Regions from separate parts of the Drosophila melanogaster genome. Here region 1 is linked to region 2. The links are chromatin contacts, called in public Hi-C maps. All regions are on one chromosome and are shown on one strand. The core of a region is the stretch at or near the end of the contact, and the rest is flanking DNA. Distances in the headings are between cores, read along the strand shown. Region 1 holds the start of CG6418. Region 2 has its middle 35 kb from the start of CG43245.

Region 1 (2,700 bases), core at 117-2,616, 140 kb after region 2:
GGCCTCGTCAAGCACTAGGAAAGTGACCCTCCTCAGATTGGTGGCCTTCATCTTGACCATATCTATCATACGTCCTGGCGTGGCCACAATAATTTCCGCTCCCTGTTCCAGAGCTTTACTTTGCTCCCATTTGGAGCCTCCGCCGTAGCAGCAGACCACGTTCAGGTTGTAGACCTTGCCAAACTTCTTGGCCTCGTTGTAGATCTGCAGGGAAAGCTCGCGTGTAGGTGCTAGGATAAGTCCTATGGGTCCGTCGCCTGGCTTCAGCTGTTTCTGATCCATCACATGCATTAGCATCGGCCAGATGAAAGCTGCTGTCTTACCGGAACCAGTTTTGGCTATGCCAATGATGTCTCTGCCGGACAGGGCGGTGGGCACTGCTTGTGCCTGGATGGGTGTGGGCTGTGTATACTCCGCTTTCCTCACGGCCTTGATGAGTTGCTCATCAAAGCCGAAATGGCCGAAGGACGTGACTGGTTTGGGTGGTGATGGACCAGTGACCTTTACGCCAAGTGTGCGCCTTAATTCCCGGACTTGCTCATCATCCAGGGCGGCTATGTCGTCATGCTGCGTGTAGAAGTTCTTCTCGAAGGGTTCGTACTCGATTTCGGAATGGTAGATGGGCGGCAGAGGATCAATGTCCTTTTTCTTCGGTGGGGCTATGGGATTGCCATCCTCATCGTATTCGATTTCCTGATCGGATCCCTCGTCGCGAAGTCCAGCATTGGGATTCTCCTTCATGTAGCGATAGTAGCTCTCCTCATCGTCCTCGTCATCGATGTCACCTCTCACCGCCTGAGTTGGCGGCTTAGGTGCTTGTTGACGCTTCTCCTTCTCCACCTGCTGGTTGATGCCCGCCATGAACTGCTCGAGGGGATCCTCATCCGAATCGGAATCCTCTTGCTTTTTGGCCGACGTTGGCGGAGCTCCCGGGGATCCTGGTGCCGGTATATAGGCTTGTTCTATCTCCTTTTCCCGGGGCTCATCGTCATCATCGAAATAGTCATCGTCCGTGTGGTGCTTCCTTTTGCCAACCAGATTGGTGGCATTGGTGTACTGGCTGATGGAGTCCAAGGTGGAGTAGCCGTGCTTGGACGTTGATGTAGTGCTCCCGGTGACACCGCCACGGCTTGCTCCTCCAAATCCTCCGCGGGAACCAGAATAGCCACGGGCATTCAGCATCGGGGGCGGCGGTACGGCGTTCATGTTGTTGCCGGAACTTGCTGGCTTGCGGTAGGGGAAGCCCCCACCGCCAATGCCTCGATATCCACTCATTGTGCTACAAATCCAAGCAAATGCTGCAAGCTAACAATTTCCAAAATCAATAGAAAACAGTATGACCAGAATGAGCAGCAGCGGGACAGCGGGCAAATGCTTTGGGGTCACACTTTAGCTGATAGGAGTTTTACCCTCCTCAATTATGGTCACACTGGTCGAAAGTGAAAACAATTGTTGCTTGTATTTACAAATATTCAGCTAATTAAACCAACGCCTGAAATATGCAATCGAATATTGAGAATGTATCACGGGACTATGCAAAGATACTGCAGAGCGCCGACCTGGAGAAGGAGATAAATCCACTGTGCACGAATATCGAGGATATGCTGGCCAGATTGGATGAATTTGAGACTTTGTTGGCTTCGGTTAGTTGTTTTCTTTAAAGTTAGTGTTTTCACTAATAGTTTATTGACTTTTAGGTGCGTGCGGAATCCAATGGCATGATGGCCAACAACGTCTGCTCTATACTAGGTTTCACAGACAGTTTCGAGCAACTGAAGGCCAGAATCGATGGTCTGGAGCAATGTGTGGGTGTAGTTAGTGCCAATTTGTCGGAAGTGGAAAGATCTGTGGATATAGCCGAGGAGGAGCTGCATGTCACAGACTACAGCCTCAAGGGACTTCTCCTGAAGCCGCTGAAGGCCAAGTTAAGTGCCAGCGATACCAGCACACTCAGCTCCCTGCCACGATCCAATCTCGTCGAGGAGGAATATCAGCCTGTGGAGATCTACAAATCCGACGATTACTTCGGAAAGTCGGAGGAGGAGAACTACGTAGCTAAATGACTAAACATATATGGAATAATTAGATGAAACCTAGTTTTACTAAGCTTAAAATAGAGATGTTACTAGAAGTTAGAGGATCTTTGCAGATGTAAAAACATAAAGGTAATTTTATTAACTTTCTAAAAGCAACTTCATTTGCATTTTGTTTTTAAATTAGGCATTTCTAATGCATTTTGAATATGCAATAACTATCAAATTAAGACAAAGACATCTAAATTCAGCTTCGTAATTACATTTAAGCACCTACTTGTTATAATTGTCATTATAATTATAGCGAAAAATTACAGATAGAATGGAAAAAACCGAGGCAAACAATACGTTGTTTATTGTTACATTAAGTCTGGCTGTTTATATTTATATTACTGATTACTTACATTAGAGTAGTGAATAAAATAGCAGTTAGCTACGTGGATGCCATAAATATTTAGTGAATAATTAGCGAAGAGGTGCTTACGTAAATATTCAATGTTTTTTTTTACGGGAAGCGCGAAGTTAAATTGCTCGAATTTATACGGGGAAATCCGTGGAGTCTCGCATTTAAATTGCTGCCTATAACGTGGAAAAATTCTAAAAAAAACTGCAATACAGCTTTACTATAATAACAATTCTCTGTGTACGCCTTTGTCTAGAACACAAA
Region 2 (2,700 bases), core at 49-2,548:
AAAAAAAAATAAATTAAAATATATAAAATGAATAAATAATAATACATGTTTTTTTGGTCAGTTTGTGTAGTTAAAGGAAATATTCTTCTATTGAAGTTTTATTGGCACAGCTTCCCAACTCAATTAGCACAATTGTTGTTTTTTATAAAAACCATATTTTTTCTAACCTTTATGAACCTGTAAACTTCATTCGATGACCTCTTTGTGTTTCTCGCGTGCTTATCAAAAATGATAAATCAAAATTGTCATTCGGTGTAAATTGGTTGCCCACTAAAGTCGCCTATTGAAGCCACTGGCTCTCCTGCAGCGCCCCTTTTACACCCACTTATGCGGAACAAGCTTACCAACCAACGCCCCCTGTCACCAATATCCTGGTGCCACCCACTACCACACACACACGCACACACACGCAAGCACTCTCGAGTCTGAAAAACAAACAGCAATTCCGAAATGAATTTCATTTTACAAATATATTAACAACTTTTGCACAACAACGAAACAAAAAGACACAAAAAGAAATAGCATAAGAAAAAGCAAGGAAGCACAGCAACAATAACAACAACAACAGTATATGGAAATGGAAAATGGGGAAATACAACAGGAGGCGAGAAAACATGGCACATGTATGAAGGGTATACGGTAAAAGCTGTAAAAGTCTAACTTTAATAACGTCAATTATCCAATCGATTTATAATATAAGTATTTTGCTTTCAACGAAACCAAATAAAACTGTATTAATTAGGAAATAATAAAATAAAGAATTTTTTCATTTTTGCTAATGAAAACTTCCGAAGTTCGCTTTGGTAATCAAATAATAAGCAGGATAATAACACAAGCTCTACATGAATATTTCAAAAGCAACACAGTAAGAAAGTGTTATAAAAATTGGCATTTGACAATATAACAAAGGTCCCACTGTAAATCGATGTGTGTTCCGGCATGTGTGTGAGTGTGTGTGTGTTTGCACTTGTGGGGCAGGCAGCGAGCATTTATGCCCCCAAAGGCAGCGCTGTCGGCAGCGAAGGCAAAAAATGAGGTGGGGGAGGGCAAAAAGAAGCGAAAAGCACAAAAAGCGTAGAGCGACGAAGCCGGCAGAGGCAGCGACTGCGAGCGCCAGCAGCAACAACAACAATCAATTGGCAATCTGTCCACTGAAAAAACAATTGCACTGACATCACACACACACACACAGACAAACACTTGGATAAAACGGGCCGTTACTTTGCTCTCTCTCAAGCTCTCTCAAAAACAGTATGGCCGTGCTGCAGTCGCAAGTGTATTGGTGTTGCCGTGCAGCAAACTCTCTCGCTCTCTCACGAGAGAAAGAGAGCGAGAGTCGTTGCGCTCTCTCGCTCGCTCGCTCAGCATTACAAAAAGCCAATTTTGTTACTTAAATGTTTACGCTTGTGTTTATCTTTTGTATTCGGTTTCTTATTAGGTTCTCATCTCGTTCTCATCGTTTAACAATTTGAGATATGATGGTGTGGCAGCGTGTTGGTGTGTGTGTTTGTGTGTACTTTGATTTGTGTGGGGAGCGCGGCCAACAGAAGGAGAGAGCGAGACGGAGAGTGTGGGAGCGAGAGAGCGTGATGTTGGGGTCAGTGCGATATTCTTGTTGCTGTAGTTGTTGTTGTTGTTTTTTCGGTGGGCTTTTGCTAATGAGTGTGATTTAGACTTGTCGAGCTGGTTTATTATTTTGCGGTGTTTGCGCTCTTGTTGTTGTTGGTGTTATTGTTTGCTGTTCTCTTTTTTTTTGTTCTCCTCGCGCTCTTGTTGTTGCTTTGTGCGCGTTGGTGTGCGCTTTTGTGTTGCTTGTGTGATTGTTGTTATATTGGCCCCTTTGGGGCAATGTTGTCGTCATTGTTGTTGTTGCTGCTGCTGGCCACTCTGCGGTTTTTTGTTATTTAGATTAAATAGTTTTGACAGCTCCCACAGATTGTTGTTGTGGCAGTGCAGCCAGAAATGTACTCAAACTAATATGTGAGTGGATAATTGGCAAAATCGGATATTTATAAATCGGATTTACAATTTTAATTTTAAAACTGAAATAAATTAGAATTTTCTTAATCGTAACTATTTCAAATACAGTCCAGTTATCATCTAGATTTCTAAAAAAAACACTGTGATAAATAGCACTTAAAACTTAAAAAATTGCTCAAAAACAAACCTATAAATTAACAAGCATTTAGTGTAATTTTTAATACCGTTACCGCCAGTTTATTAATAATCTTCAAATCGGTGAACGACTTTTTATAATGATTCTTGAAAAATGATCGCCAATTAATCAACCATAAAAATCGAATTACTTATAACTTTTATGGCCCATCAATTTGGCGCAAGAATTGTTAAAATACTAAAATGTCCCATTAGCATTTAAATAAATAATAATATCGTATCAATTAATTTGCACCCCCTCTCCACTTATAGCCATCACCCTCTCGCTCACACTTTCTTTGGCGGCAAACAATTATCGTATAAAATTAAAACGCAGAAAAGCAAGAAATAAACAAAGGCACAGACAAAAGCAAAGGCAAACAAACACAGCACAAATATTAAAGTCAATTTGCGAAATGAGAATGCTGCGAATGTTTCGCCTTTGGATTTGATATGTTAATGCCTATGCAATTGTGTGCGTGTACTTGTGTGTGTGTGGAGCTCTCTTTCACATCAACCCCCCACCCACCCCCAACCATTCACGTT

What was found. Hi-C and Micro-C count contacts between places; a contact is called where the count stands out from the background.
Region 1: a contact with region 2 is called in a Hi-C map of the Kc167 cell line, with 2.4 times the contacts expected there. A contact is called at or near these places in 34 of 107 Hi-C or Micro-C datasets (the Clone 8 cell line, the D17-c3 cell line, the Kc167 cell line and 18 more) and 1 of 7 datasets of targeted methods (the Kc167 cell line).

What each region holds. Positions count from the first base shown.
Region 1 is chr3L:10,877,671-10,880,370 of dm6, forward strand. It overlaps CG6418, which reads right to left and starts at 1,367. Exons shown (of 1, transcript NM_140156.3): 1 at 1-1,367. The coding sequence starts at 1,275. It overlaps Blos4 (Biogenesis of lysosome-related organelles complex 1, subunit 4), which reads left to right and starts at 1,415. Exons shown (of 2, transcript NM_140157.3): 1 at 1,415-1,643; 2 at 1,698-2,518. The coding sequence starts at 1,500. The coding sequence ends at 2,063.
Region 2 is chr3L:10,735,878-10,738,577 of dm6, forward strand. No RefSeq gene overlaps it. Among named protein-coding and RNA genes, the nearest start is that of CG43245, 35 kb to the right of the region's middle.